Linked DNA regions of Mus musculus: regions 2, 3, 4 and 5 are each linked to region 1. A link is a contact called in public ChIA-PET and HiChIP or PLAC-seq data. All regions are on one chromosome and are shown on one strand. Each heading gives the region's core, a stretch centred on a gene start, on an enhancer-like site or on the middle of the called end of the contact. The rest is flanking DNA. Distances are from core to core; before and after follow the strand shown.

Region 1 (2,795 bases), core at 168-2,667:
AGCCTGATTACACTCTACTGCTTATCAGCCTCTGTATTTAAGTCCCTCCCCTTCTCTAAGTCACAAGCAACCAAAGGATAAGATCTTCTCTGACTCTTGTTACTCGAATCATTCCACAAGTTTTGAAGACCAGCATTTGCCTCTCAAAGCGCTGAGTTCCACAGTTTCTGCTCTAAGAGACGTTCAGGCTTGCTTGTAAACAGATTACAACAGAGGCAAAAACCAGAAGTGAGTGTAGAGATAAATCAGAGGAAGAATAAGCCCTTGGATAATCGAGAAAACTCTGGGGTACATTTCTGAATTCCTCAAAGGGCCTCAAAAAATTACCTGTTGAATGAATTTCTGAAGAAAGTCAATCCTGCTCACGAAAGCAGGGTTCTATCTCCAAGTCAGATCATCAGCCGCTTTGGAATTGGCCTTCCAACTGGGATATGCAGACCCCATCACACTCCGAGCCACCCCAGAACATCACTTTGGAGGGCCATACCTGTACTGCCAGCCTTTCGCACTGCCACCGCGGCTGCTGTTGCTGCTGCTACTGCTGATGGCACCCCCACAGCTGCTGTTGCCGCTGTTCTTGTTCGGGGTCACTGCTGTGGCCAAGCCCTCCAGCTTCCCTTCACTCTCGGAGACTTTCATCACCGATGCCGGCTCACCTCCCTGCATCTTAACTCCAAAGTTCATCTGCCCTTCTCGGGCGAGGGACACCAAGTGCAGAGTTATTTTGTAAGTACTTTTCCCCCTTTCTCTCTCTCGTTTTTTTACTCTCAACGGGATCTCAGACCTCGGCTAGAGTGGAAATCGACAGTGGTCCAGAAAAAGAGGACACGCATTTCCACTTTGGTTAAAAGTTTTAAAGAGCACGGGTACCCTTCAGATAGATGCCTCTCCCGAGCAAGAACAAGGAGGACAAATCACCCCGCCAGAGGGCTCGGTGCCACACTCCGAGGAGCAGCCGGGCGGCGCGGGCGAGGTCGCGGATCCTCTGCCTGGGAACGCGGGGCAAGGACGGGGTCCACGGCCCGGGAGCCCCGGAGCCCACGGCCTGACCTCAGGACTCGGGGGTCGGGCCAGCCGCGCCGCTTCTTCTCCTCAGCCGGGTCCTCGGGAGAAAGGGCCCTGTCCAGCCAGCTCCGCGGTTCCCACCGCAGCCCCGAACTGAGCCGGAGCGGTCGCGCGAAGCCCGCGGAGGGTCGGGCAGACGCCGCCGGGCAGGACGCGGGCTCCGAGGCCGCTGAGCTTGGGCCGGAGGCGAGGGGTTCACCGTGGCCTCCTCCGAGAGCGCTAGCCCTGGAGCCCCACGGAGTTCACAGGAGCCGACCGCTCCCTGGAGCTTCCTTAGCCCTAAACGTAAAAGCCAGAGCCAGGGCCCGGGCCGCCGCCCCACCCACAGCCGGTCACCCACCCGCCTGCTAGCTCTCCCCGCCTTCCTTTCCGGTGTCGTGTGAGCTCATTTCCGCTAGCATTGAAGCGGCGGCGCCATCTTTGATTGGGGCAGACGATCCCGAAAGGAGGCGGTGACCGGAGCCTCAAGGGAGAGAAGGAGCTGAAAGAAGCAGTGGGGAAAGAGGCAGCAGGCGGGAGGGAGGGAGAAAAAGGGAATGAAACGGTCTTGCTAAACAGGTCCTATACTCTCTTGGGGAGCCCCATTCCTTGCCTTTTAAGGGAACCTAAAAAAATAAGAATTTACAGAACAAAGTGGGGAAAAATAACTGATCAGTCATTTTTGAGCAACAAAAAACCCAACATGATATTGGACTAAGGTAAATCGTCTTAAAGAAAAGGAAATTGTCTTGGAAATTAGAGCTCTTGGTGATGCTGGAGAAACTTGAAGTAGATTGATATAAAAAGGATTTACTAATAAGCTTACTTAAAAAGGACCAATAACACTGGAAGAAAAGTAGTTTATTGCCACGTTTGTTACAAACTGTAAGAAAGAAAACTTTTACCATAATTGAAGTTTGGGGTCTCTGAAGAAGTTTCTCTTACTGTTTATCCCCTCAGCTTGACCTCCAGTTAGGCTCCACTCCCACAGCAAAAGGAGACAACCTGCCATTATACCCATCAAAGAGCATTCCTAAAACAAGACACAGGGGCAATGCAGGACCACAACCATCTGCAAGGCCCAGCCTGCCATTAACTCTTTGTCTAGGCACAGGGAAAGTTTACCTCTACCAGGTGGGCATGATTAACCTGGGTAACAACTACTTGAAAGAACCACACTGGTGTACTTAAGAAATAATCCTTAGCCGGGTGTGGTGACACACGTCTTTAATCCCAGCACTTGGGAGGCAGAGGCAGGCGGATTTCTGAGTTCGAGGCCAGCCTGGTCTACAGAGTGAGTTCCAGGACAGCCAGGGCTACACAGAGAAACCCTGTCTCGGAAAAAAAAAAAAGAAATAATCCTTGTCTTAGGGTTCTCTGGAGTCATAGAACATATGGAGTGTCTCTATATAGTAAGGGAATTTATTGTAATGACTTACAGTCTGTAGTCCAACTAACCCAACAATGGGCAGCTGTGAGTGGGAAGTCAGGCCTGTGAGGCTAGTATAAGCTGGTCTTCTGTGGAAATAGATTCCAACAGACTTGCTAGCAAGTAAGTACAATCAGTTGAAGAAGAGTGAACCTTCTTTCTTCAAGGTCCTGATGTAGGCCTCCAGTAGAAGATGTGGCTTAGATTAAAGGCGTGTGCCACCATACCTGAACCTAAAACTTGCTTTGTCCCAGGCTGACTTTGAACTCAAAGATTTGCTTACCTCAGTCTCCTAGAATTAAAGGTGTGTGTACCTTGCCTG
Region 2 (2,795 bases), core at 127-2,626, 640 kb before region 1:
TTTTCCCAGAAAAGCAGCCTTGCTACGCTATTAAGTTTGTACTGGGGCCTCAGCGACATTTTTTGGTTTCCTCAACTCCCTCCTTGCTCTCAGATGGAAACCTCAACCTCCTTCATGTAAATGAGACGGGTAGGGGTAACAGAGTTCTCCCCTCAAGCAGCCAGGCAACCACTGGGCTCAGAGAGGCAAACAAGTACCTCGGGCTTGAAAGTGAATAGCGCACTCTTAATCAATACACAATTACTTCCGACAGGAAGAGGAAAGTTCGGAAACTCCTCTTTGAGTGGGTAGGTTTGGAAGAGGTAGGAGCGTCAACTATCATTCTTCCTATAGGGATTTTTTTTTTTAAGACAGGGTCTCATTGTGTAGCATGCTAGGGTTAAAGGCGTGTGCCACCACTGTCCGGTCCCTAAACTTAATTGCCACTCCCAAGTCTGAAAACTGAACGCAGGTAGCTGGGGGCTCCCGCATCAGCGCCAGGGTGCATCCGGCTAAGGTAGCGCCAGCAGCCCCTCCGCAGTCCGGACACAGTGTTTGTGAATCACAGTACCGAACAGTATCAGATGGCGGTGTACCAGGTGGGGCAGCGACTTCGGACTTACAGAGAGTAATGACAACTTTCAATTTAGAGCAAACTTCGAAAGTTGCATTATCCACAGACCTCCGGGATGACTCGGTCGCCACACTTTGGCCCCCACATCACTCCCCGCGGGCCACAAGGGCCGCTTTGTGCAGGCGAGCGAAGAGCTAGGGCCCCAGCACCGGGCCCGGAGGCTTCCCCTCCCAAGTCCCCAGCGCCCTCGGGCTCCGCCACCAGACGCACACTGTTTACACAGGAAGGGAAGGCTCCTCCTCAGCCCGGGAGGGAACCCGCCAGCGCACGCAGATCTGATGCCCGCGCCTCGCCGACCCTTCTGGGAGCGCCCTGGGGTGCACTGCACCCTCGGCTCCCGCAAGCGGCCGCGGGCGAGCAAAAGTTGAGGAGCGCGCGGCGGGGCGGCGCGGCTTACCTGCGAGGCGCGGAACGAGCGCGCAGAGCCCGAGCAGACAGGCGTAGAGGGTCGCGGGCACCCGCGGCATGATGCGCGCCGCTCGGCTGGGGCGCTCGGCGGGGGCGGAGCGGGGCCGAGGCCGGGGACCGCAGCCGCATGCCGGGCGCTGCGCTCCGGCTCACGGCGCCCGCGGCCGGGCTGGTCCGCGCCCGGCCGCCACCATCCTCCTCGCTGGCCCGCTGGGACGCTCGGAGTTGTCGCTGCTCCGGACGCACCCTCGCCGAGTCCCCCGCGCGTCTACTCTCGGAGACCCTTCCCTTTTTCCTCGGCCGCCAGCCCCCACTCTTCTCTGCTTTCTCCTCCCCCCTCTCCTGCGGGCCGCCACTCGGTCAGTTTACGGCTAGGCGGGACGGGGCGGGGCGAGCTCGGGCCGGACCAGCTCCGCCCTGCACCGGGACCCGCCAGCACGCCTAGATCCTGGGTTGCCCAGGTGGCTGTCACAGCTGACCCACTTGTGGGGATCGGGTGTTCGAAACTTCTAGTTAGGGTCTCCCTCCCCGGTCTTGGAGTTGGGAGGGGGCGGGGCGCGCTCCATTAGGCCTGCAGAGATTACTTGGGCCAAAGCAATCTCAGTTTTGACTTCAGGATCGTGGGGCAGTTACGGCTTGGATCTGTCAGGCCATTTCGTCATGCCACAAGCGCATGCCAGGCCAGGCCTCGCCCGAGAATATTCAATCCAGACGCCACGCTTGGGATGGGCAGGGGAGGACACGTGGAACGTGGAAGTTCAGGTGAAGCGGAGGGCACCCTGGTGAGCAGGCACTGTGATAAGTGCTAACATCCCTCCCGTTGTTTAGGTGAGCAAACTGAGCCACCAAGGGTTAATATACTGGAGGAAGCGACTGCTAGCTTTTTCCCTGAAATCCAGATTTAAGTAAGGCAGCCTAACCTTTGCCTATTAAGAACCAGCTGGAGCTGGGCATGGTGGCACACGACTTTACACGGCACTTGGGAGGCAGGGGCAGTCAGATTTCTGAGTTTGAGGCCAGCCTGGTCTACAGAGTGAGTTCCAGGACAGCCAGGGCTACACAGAGAAACCCTGCCTCGAAAAAACCAAAAGAAAAAATAAATAAATAAAAGAAGAAGAAAAAGAAGGAGGAGGAGGAAGAGGAAGAGGAAGAAGAAGAAGAAGAAGCAGCAGAAGCAGCAGCAGCAGCAGCTAGAAGGTCAGGACTTGGCGGTGTAGGTGCAAAAACCTACCTAAGGCGTTTGAATCTTAAAAACTTTGTTGTGTCCACCTTTCAAACTCTTAACTGGGTGGCACTGACAGGAGCCAGTTTGTAGTGTGTGCATAGGGAAAAGTGAACCAATCCAGAGCAAACTTCAAAGTTCATCCTTGGACCATATGCAAATTCGTACTCTGTCCTACATTGCTTTGTTATGACTTAAAAGTCATATTTGGCCGGGTGTGGTGGTGCACGCCTTTAATCCCAGCACTCAGGAGGCAGAGGCAGGCAGATTTCTGAGTTCGAGGCCGGCCTGGTCTACAGAGTGAGTTCCAGGACAGCTAGGGCTACACAGAGAAACCCTGTCTCGAAAAAAAATCATGTTTGCTGCTAACCATTATCCAGTAGAATTCATGCTGCATGCCAAGCGTGGTGGCGCACTCGGGAGGTAAAGGCAGGCAGATTTCTGAGTTCGAGGCCAGCCTGGTCTACAAAGTGAGTTCTAGGACAGTCAGGGCTATCTATACAGAGAAACCCTGCCTCAAAAAACCAAAAGAAAAAAAAAAAAAAAAAAGAA
Region 3 (2,795 bases), core at 121-2,620, 580 kb before region 1:
TACAACTTTAAATAACATTCTCATGATGGGTCTCACACAGTCAACCTGGGTGTCAGCATTAAAGGTATACAGAACAAGATCCAGGACAAACAGAACGGAGTTTGTACTGCAGCCTCATCCCCGTTTACCTGTAACACCAGCAACACACATGCATCACAGCAACTCATGGCAAACTGTCCTTTTCTCTGTAGAGCAGGCCTAGGTAATGCCCAGAGTTAAGGGAGTCGGTTCAGTTCCCCTGACAAACTGGCTCCGCCCCATCACTATTTTTTACCCTGTTGAGGAACACACATTCCTCAACAATTCAGAACAAGGATATTGAGCCCATCATTTAAAATTATATAGCAGAATCTACCAGGCAGCCCCACTGGAAAAATGTTTTCTTTGAAGATGCCCATGTGACAGAGGCAGGCCAGGACCTGCCTCCTTTCAGACCTAAATGGTCCCCCTTTGGTTTCACAGGCTACTGTGCAGGCTAAAGTTTGCAACAGACATAAAGGGGTGTGACCTTGTGGAGACACCAAAGTACAATGAATTGATTGACATTCAATACTTTAATGTTCCTATTATCTTAACCTGTTATTTTAAAAAGAGTTTAAAGTGATTATTTTAACTTCAATGTTCCTATTGTGTTTTCTTCTTTGGGGATTTGAGAAAGGAAAAGAAAAGAAGAGAAAAGAAAAAAAGAAAAGAAAAGAAAAGAAAAGAACACATATTCCCAAAGGCAAGCTACAGAACCATTTCCGTAACCAAACATGCTGGAACAAGACTAGAACCTTGAACTGATACTGTCAAGAAGATATGAGAGGGCTGGGGGTGTGCAGATCCACAGGGCGGCACTTGTCTGGTATGCGCAAGGCCCTGGGGTCCACTCCTGACTCTACCCTCCCATAGAAGCAGAAGAAGAAAAAGAGCTTTCAGGGAAATAAACATTTCTATCTGCTGTAATGGACTGTTTTAAATAAAATATCAAAATGCAAAACCTTGTATTGTCCTTCTACCCAAAGAATTGCTTTGGTCTCAAAAGAAAAATGAACATAAATTTAGAAATATGGGTAAAGCCCCTAGTTTTGAGTGTGTTATGAAACACTAAGCCAAGAGCAACTTGGCTGTACAGCTTTACTGCTTTGGGCAAAGCCCCATAGTTATAGAGACCCATACAGGTCACTACTAGGCAAAGTGGCTTAAGGAGGCACCCAAAGGCCACACACCGGGGTGATGCTACCGTGCCCACTCTGGAACTTCACACCTGAATAGACAGCATCTTGGTAGACTTTCCTCCAGTCTCTTTCCAACAACACTGCTCTCCTCTACGGGCTGTCTTTTACGACTTCCTCTTTTAGACCACAATAGTCTAATAGTCAGCTCAGTCTTTGACCTCAAATACCACCAGGCAGCTTGACTGCTCTAACCGTACAGTAGTTCTGGTTCAACATGACTTAAGACGCTTCTAGAAGCAACCTCCCCAGTTAAGAAGATCACTCAGCACCTCAGACACTCAACTCCACCCCCAGCCCACATAGGTTCACACTTCTACTACGTGGGAGTCTGAGAATAAGGCAGGCAGCCCTCACAGGGTTGCCTCAGCCTGGCTGTTCATGTCAAAAACCCACCTAGACCACCCCCTTTCACTTCTGAGGGCCCAAGCCACGTACCAATATGCCTCTTGCCAACCACAAACCTGCCAGTATTTCCCTTTTTTTAAGACAGGGTGTCCTGTTCTTCAGGAAGGCCTTGAACTCCTGATCCTCCTGCCTCAACCTTCTGAGGGCTGGGGTTCTAAGAGTGTACCACTCTGCCCTGCTTATGTGGTTCCGAGGCTAAACCCCAGGGCGTTATACATGCTAAGCAGGCAGTTTGCCACAGAAACTACATTCCCATGCTTCTCCTCTGAGTGCTCAGCACTGGCTAACCCACATGCTGTAAGGCCAGATACCTACCTTACATGCATAGAGCCAGGCCCATGGTGGGAACACATGATGCTATTTCTCCTCCTAAGAAATAGGCCCCAGTAGTCATGAGCTGGCTCATGAAGTGAAAAAAAGAAAACAAACAACAAAAAAAAAAAAAACAACAAAACCAAAAAACCTTGGAGTTTTAGAGAGCTCAGGCTGGAACTAGGAAGACCCTCCTTTTTAACCCTGTTCCTGATGCCCCCAGGATAAACAAGTTCTACCTGGCCTGGATCTTCTCCATTTCATTATCTCCTAGGCAGTGTGGCTTTTCCCTTCTGCCTACTTCCCTTGTCATGGGAGCCCAATTCAGGACTGTGACACTTTTATGCACACAAATTATCCATTCTGAGCACTTCTGTCTAGCAAAGACTCTGCGTGTCCAGGCATGGGCTCAGCCTGTCTGTTCTGCTCATGGGTTGCTGGTGTCCTCTTGGGGCTCCTTCTGGATGTAACCCCAAGTAGGAGAGCACCCACACCCCCTTCATCCCAATGGTGGGCAGAGGCCTTTCTACCGAAAGCTTCTCCCCTACCTACAAATGGTAGACCCACTGTGAATGCACCCTTGTTTGGGGGCTCTCCTGGTGTTTTTCACAGTAATAAAAGAACAAAATGAAAACTTTCACTCCGTTCTATTTGGGCCAAACTTGTGAGTCAACAAGCAATTTTGGAACTCACAGGACACTTTTCTGGATGTTGGAATTCTTCCCAGGAACAGAGTACTTCATTCTGTGGGGCTTGAGGCTCCTGGCCCTGTACTCTTGACTCACCAGCTGGGAGTCTGCCCCCTTCACAGGTGTTCACCACCTGGGAGTTTGCCCCCTACACAGGTGTTCACCAGCT
Region 4 (2,795 bases), core at 101-2,600, 580 kb after region 1:
CAGGCCAGGTTCACAGCCACCATTCCTTGACAACATCCTCTCTCAAAGTAAAAAGTATTATGCTCTCTATATAAAAAACAGCTGATATTGGATTCCTGTATAAAGCAGTTTATTATAATCCTTAACAGAAAATAAATGCAAGTGGACCCACACAAGCTAAATCCCGTTTTCTTTGTAGATAACATCCTGAATCAGCTTAAATGTCTTTGTCAAAGAGGTCATATTTCACAGCTCAGAGCCAACTCATCTAATCTTAGAATAAAAGTATCAGGTAGCCGAGAATTTCTGTAACACAACTATTTCCCACTTAAATCCTATTTAAAAAAAAATAGCACAGAATAGCCGAGAATTTCTGTAACACAACTATTTCCCACTTAAATCCTATTTTAAAAAAATAGCACAGAAACTGAACAGCAATCCAGTCCAGTCTTCTGCCTAAGTATAAGGAGATCATTTCATTTTACGCTCGGGACAAAGTGTGCTAACTGAAAAATTTGCAAATGCAGTTTTCTTACCCTCAAACACCATTTTAGAGAGCTGTCCAACACCAGGGTGCACGCTGGTTCTCTACAGCTAGTTCTAAAAGAGCTCGTACAAAGAGGTCGTATTTCTACGTTCTCCCATCTTAGGAGATGCTAGAGACGTTCTTAGTATTACCTGCAGCGTTCAGACCTATTCTGCCCTAGAAAAATGAGATTCCACACGCTGGGCCAAGAGGGAGAGACTGGCAAAAAAACCGACCAGGTGGTGCCGAAGTTCCAACGTGCAGTTATTGGAAGCTCCCCCCGCCCCTCTAAATGTCCGTGACACTAGTAACCGAATAGAAAACAGCTTTGTCCTTTTCAGCTGTGACGCCCTCCTGCGAGGGGCCCCAAGGTCACCCACGTACCCCGACAGCCGTTCCCTGGGGCGACTTCCTCCAGCCGCCACCACGTGCTCCCGGCGGAACAAGCCTGCGCCTCAGCGTGGTGACTCTCGAACCCGCGGCCTAGCACTGGCCTGCGAAGGCCCGGAGGACCCGAGGGGCGCAGGGTACAGCGGCTCCCCACACCCACCGCGCTGCACCTGCAACCCGCGCTCCTCAGCCCCGGACTCCGCGACACCCCTCCGCCTCCCCGCCCGCACCACCCAGGCCCTGGCGTCTCGCTCTGGTCCGCCCGCCACGCGAGGACCACGATGGGCCGTGCCGCTGACAAGGGAGTCACTCACTAGGAAGCGCCTCTACAGTCCGCAATGCAGCAGCCCGCGCTCCGCACGCCTTCTGAAGGCAGCGCTGCCTCCCACCCAAAGCTTATAGCTCGGCCCCACCCCCCGGCCGGCCCTCTGGATCTACGTCACTTCCTTCCGCACGTACACCTACCGAGGTGCTCCCCCAAGACCGCTGGAGGCGAACTGCGCGCGCAGCCAGTGCGTGCGCGGAGTAGCCTAGAAAAGGCGCCAAGGCGGCAGGTGTCGGGAGAGCGCGTGCGATTGGCTGCGGCTCGCTTTCTCCACCGCACCCCTCCCCCGCCGTGTCTTTGGAGTTGGCCTGTCGCCCTCCGCCTAACCTTGACCGACACCCAACCCTGCGGTGCAAGTTCGAAAGTATCAGCCTTTACTCTTTAAAATATTCCTACTTGCAGGCTTAGGTCTCCGCCAAAACCATATCCTAAAGACGAGTTTTTGCAGCTCAGAGATGCTTTAAAGGAAAAACTTTAAAGCAAAACTGCAAATCTTTTTTTTTTTTTTTTTTAGATTTTAACAAGCAGCGCTTAAGCCAAGCAAAGAGCTACCAGTGCTCACTATGTTCAGCCTATGGAAGGGAAATAGGAACCAATGATTTACTAGGGTGATAAAGTTGTAGATTAACTTGCATGTTTATCGCCATTATTGCTTTTAGAGGGTTGTTGCAATGCATAGCAAATAAAAGGAGTTCTGTTAAAACTGCAAACGTTCACACTCTTTTCTTCCTATCTGTACTTTACTGCCCAGCCTGTGGTAAATTTACAAATAACAAAGAGAGTGGTATCTTAAACCACAACAGGACTACAGATAGCGCGCTCCCAGATGGAGCCCTTAGGGACCCTGGGAATGTCTTTTAAAGTACTAATCTACTTCCCAGCCACGAATTTGACCTTTGGCTTATCTGCTCTAAAATTCAACGCGTATTTGGGATTTACTAACTGCTGGTCCCTTTAGACCCTTCTTTGTCCAAATTGTACTACTCCAGAAAATATATATAAAGCCAGAGCACACAGCCATTGAGAGATCTCTGAAATTCAGACCATAAGCAGGTCTTGGTGGCACAGGCCTTAATTCCAGTGAAAGGCAGAGCAGGCATATCTCTTGAGTTCAGGCCAGCCTGGTCTACATAGAGAGTTCCAGAACAACCAGGGCTACAAAAAGAAACCCTGTCTAAAAACAATAAAACAAAAAACAAAAAAGGAAGAGGAAGAGGAAGAAGAGGGGGTAAGGAAGAGGAGGAGGGAGAGGGGGATGGGAGAGAAGAGGAAGAGGAAGGGGAAGAGGAAGAGGAAGAAGAAAAAAAAAAGAAGAAATAATGATTCCGGCTATAGACTGAGTCCCTGTAAGAGAAGCACAGAAGCACACAGCAGTGTTTGGTACCCCCATAGCTCAGAATTTGGAGCAGAAAGATGGGTGACTTCCAGGCCAGCTTAGGCTGTACAGCAAGAACCTCCATCTCAAAAAACAAATGAAAACAATGATGGCAGTTTGAAGTGAAGGTCTTTCTGTTTCACTTAAATTTTTTATTCTATTTTTAGTGTGTGTGTGTGTGTGTGTGTGTGTGTGGTTAT
Region 5 (2,795 bases), core at 196-2,695, 530 kb before region 1:
GTTGTAACCTTGGGAGGTTGAGGCAGGAAGATCAGGAGCTGGAAGTCAGTTTGGTCTACACAGCAAGTTCCAGGCCCACCTCAACTACAGCGTAAGACCCTGCCCCCAACAAAACAAAACAGCGGTCCTCAAGTAAGCAGTGGCAAAGCCCCAGGCCTTGTGCTATTTGCCCGATTGACAATTCTCATTTAATCCTCACGGTAAAGCAACACAATGTGTGTGAACACTTCTGCAAAGCAGTGCCTCTAGAAAAAAAGGCAATGCTTGAGCCAGGCAGTGGTGGCACACGCCTTTAGTCCTAGCACTTGGGAGGCAGAAGCAGGAGGATCTCTGTGAGTTCAAGGTCAGCCTGGTCTACACAGAGAAACCCTGTCTTGAGAAAGGGGTTGAAGGATGCTTGCTTAGCTTGTCCACAGGCACTGCCTAGGATCCTACACGGGCACCTGCGGCACTAACTAAGAACCCACAGGCTGGCGTTAGGAAAATGAGAAACCTTCAGACTTTGAGCCTCAGCAAAAGCAAAAATAAATAGAAAATTAAAAAGAAGGAAGGAAGGAAGGATGAATGAATCTGGCAAGATGACTCAGCAGTAAAGGCCCTTGCTACCAACCTTGACAGGAGTTCGGTCCTGTGTGCCATGGGTGGCAGGAGAAGAACTGAGTTCTTCAGTTTTTCTTTGGCTCCCATACACTGTGGCAAATGCACTCCCCTCCGCTAATAAACATTTTAAAATAAAATTTAAAAAAATTGGAATGCCATCTCCCACTGGGACAAGGCCTGAGCTAAGTTCCTAGTGTTTGTAACAGGCCACAGAGGGAACGACTGCTCACCTGGTGTGAGCACGCGTCACTTTCTGTCACACTGCTCAACCTTGACGGCTATCCAGAACCTCTCAGAAGTAAAGCAGAGGCAGCGGGTATTACAACAAGGCAGACTACATCCAAAGTCCTTCACGTCGTTTCTGTCCTCTCCCTTCACAAAAGTGACATCACCACAAAGCCATTTACCTGGACTGCAACAGCTCAACTGCCCACAGGAAAGACTCCCATAAGTCAAGACCCATTATTCCGCCCCAGCTCTTAGCGAGTCTACAAAATGTCACCTTCAAAGGACATTAGCACGACTCTCACAAAACCAGCAATTGAAAGTAGTTTCTATTATGATCTTCAGCAATCCCTTACATAAATAAATATTCCTCTTGGAAGAACTGCCCGCCCACTGCCTATGGGCTAAACGGTATGCTGACTGTCCGACAACAATCCCACGCTCCACCCAGCTTCCCTTTGTGCCCCCATTTCCAGGAAGCTCACACTAAATTTAGTGCGGAATTGTAGTCACTCTCACACAATTCAACATACACATTTGTGCCTTCAGAACAGAGCTTCCTCCCCGCCCTCCTCACCGGGGCGGGGCCACTTGTTGCTTTGTTTATAGCCCCGCCCCCACACCAGGACCAACAGTCAAAGAGACCACGGAAAGTCTAGAGAGGCAGCGAGGCAGGAGAGGGTGGAGAGCAACGCCCCCTGGCTCATCGTCCTGGGCGTGCTTAGGTGCTGTAAGATAGATTCTGTTCAGAAACAGATTAACTCCTGGCTACCCAGGATGTGGAAGGTGCTGTACTGATCAGTCTGTTCTGCTCTGTGTTCTGTTGCCGTAATAAAATACTGACCAAGAGCAACTCGGGAAATAAAGAACGTTTATCTTATTTTATTGTAAAGTTCTAGGTAAAAGCTTATCATTGAAGTAGACCCATGGAGGGGGCGCTACTTACTGGCTTGCTCAACCTGATTTCTTTTCCTTTTTTCTTTTAAAGATGAATTTATTTATTTTACGTATATAAGTACATTGTAGCCGTCTTCAGACACAAAGGAAGAGGGCATCGGATCCCCTTACAGATGGTTGTGAGCCACCATGTGGCTGCTGGGAATTGAACCCAGAACCTCTGGAAGAGCAGTCAGTGTTTTTTAACCACTGAGATAACTCTCTAGCCCCTCAGCCTGCTTTCTTACAGAACCAGGACCCACACAAACAAAACAAATCAGAACAAAAACCACACACACAAACACACCCACACACAAACACACAGATTTGCCCCACAGGACAATCAGATGGAGATATTTTCTCAATTGAGGGATCCTCTTCCCAGTTTGTGTCAAGTTGGCAAAAACACACTCAGCTCCACACACCGTGCTCCTAGGTGGCAGTAAAGGAGGCCCAGACGACACAGACTGAGTATGTATGGATCATCAAATGCTGCCACCTTTCAGATCAAAAGAACCTCCCACCATGCCCTTGGTTTATCGTCCGTAGGCACATCTCCTGAGGGACATTATAGACCTGACTGGTTTAAGCGTTGGGCTTTTCTCTAGGTCACACTGCTAGAAAAATCACGAACTCTTCCCCTGAACAAGGACCCCATTGCTTGTCCTCATTCACTGAGCAGGCTGGTACGGCAGGTTGACTCCAAGTCTGCTGTGGCGGGTCCTGCTGGTCCTCCTTAGGCCTACATCCCCAAAGCTCCCGTGTCAGTCACGGACTCAGAAAGGGTTAGTAGAATCTCATGAAGTCCATTCAGTAGGAGAGGTTTATCGAGCTTTCTGGGTAGGCTAGAAGGTGCCAGGCTAACTTTAAACACAGGGCAGAGGCTTGTTTCCACAGAGGTTTGTTTCCTCATTGGCCTCAGGCGCTCTCTGGGGTATGCTCTCTGACTAAAGTCCTCTGTAGTGAACATTTTAGAGGGCAGTCTGACATCACCTACAGCAGAATACCCAGGTCACCAAGGAAGACAAATTCTT

What was found. ChIA-PET counts read pairs in DNA pulled down with a chosen protein or histone mark. HiChIP or PLAC-seq counts read pairs in DNA pulled down with a chosen protein or histone mark.
Region 2: a contact with region 1 is called in an H3K4me3 HiChIP or PLAC-seq map of embryonic forebrain, with 4 times the contacts expected there. The contact joins the promoter of Itgb5 here to the promoter of Osbpl11 in region 1. A contact is called at or near these places in 2 of 39 promoter capture datasets (the HPC-7 cell line and pre-B cells), 1 of 15 datasets of contacts at CTCF or cohesin (pro-B cells), 6 of 484 Hi-C or Micro-C datasets (the G1E-ER4 cell line, LSK cells, the N1E-115 cell line and 2 more) and 8 of 115 datasets of contacts at active chromatin or transcription factors (astrocytes, differentiating embryonic stem cells, embryonic forebrain and 5 more).
Region 3: an H3K4me3 HiChIP or PLAC-seq map of pro-B cells shows a contact between it and region 1, with 6 times the contacts expected there. The contact joins the enhancer-like site here to the promoter of Osbpl11 in region 1. A contact is called at or near these places in 3 of 39 promoter capture datasets (the HPC-7 cell line, cranial neural crest and second pharyngeal arch cranial neural crest), 7 of 115 datasets of contacts at active chromatin or transcription factors (the 230-238 cell line, embryonic forebrain, embryonic midbrain and 4 more) and 1 of 9 other capture datasets (embryonic stem cells).
Region 4: a contact with region 1 is called in an RNA polymerase II ChIA-PET map of memory CD8 T cells, with 20 read pairs. The contact joins the promoter of Tfrc here to the promoter of Osbpl11 in region 1. A contact is called at or near these places in 1 of 484 Hi-C or Micro-C datasets (CD8 T cells) and 1 of 115 datasets of contacts at active chromatin or transcription factors (memory CD8 T cells).
Region 5: an H3K27ac HiChIP or PLAC-seq map of extraembryonic endoderm stem cells shows a contact between it and region 1, with 10 times the contacts expected there. The contact joins the enhancer-like site here to the promoter of Osbpl11 in region 1. A contact is called at or near these places in 3 of 39 promoter capture datasets (the HPC-7 cell line, HPC-7-derived erythroid cells and stem cell-derived epiblast-like cells), 1 of 484 Hi-C or Micro-C datasets (the G1E-ER4 cell line), 5 of 115 datasets of contacts at active chromatin or transcription factors (embryonic midbrain, embryonic stem cells, extraembryonic endoderm stem cells and 2 more) and 1 of 9 other capture datasets (embryonic stem cells).

The regions. Positions count from the first base shown.
Region 1 is chr16:33,183,693-33,186,487 of GRCm38.p6, reverse strand. It overlaps Osbpl11 (oxysterol binding protein-like 11), which reads right to left and starts at 1,417. Exons shown (of 13, transcript NM_176840.3): 1 at 488-1,417. The coding sequence starts at 684.
Region 2 is chr16:33,828,246-33,831,040 of GRCm38.p6, reverse strand. It overlaps Itgb5 (integrin beta 5), which reads right to left and starts at 1,376. Exons shown (of 15, transcript NM_001145884.1): 1 at 1,011-1,376. The coding sequence starts at 1,080.
Region 3 is chr16:33,768,611-33,771,405 of GRCm38.p6, reverse strand. It overlaps a transcript of Heg1 not described here. Among named protein-coding and RNA genes, the nearest start is that of Muc13, 24 kb to the left of the region's middle. Within about 2 kb of position 1,370, at least 102 of the 459 cell types and tissues checked have an H3K27ac peak or open chromatin away from gene starts, as enhancers often do. A contact at or near this core is called in the 230-238 cell line, memory CD8 T cells and pro-B cells, where this site is marked.
Region 4 is chr16:32,607,451-32,610,245 of GRCm38.p6, reverse strand. It overlaps Tfrc (transferrin receptor), which reads right to left and starts at 1,350. Exons shown (of 19, transcript NM_011638.4): 1 at 1,210-1,350.
Region 5 is chr16:33,713,096-33,715,890 of GRCm38.p6, reverse strand. The region is part of intron 2 of Heg1 (heart development protein with EGF-like domains 1); the gene reads right to left. Among named protein-coding and RNA genes, the nearest start is that of Heg1, 30 kb to the right of the region's middle. Within about 2 kb of position 1,445, at least 131 of the 459 cell types and tissues checked have an H3K27ac peak or open chromatin away from gene starts, as enhancers often do. A contact at or near this core is called in the G1E-ER4 cell line and stem cell-derived epiblast-like cells, where this site is marked.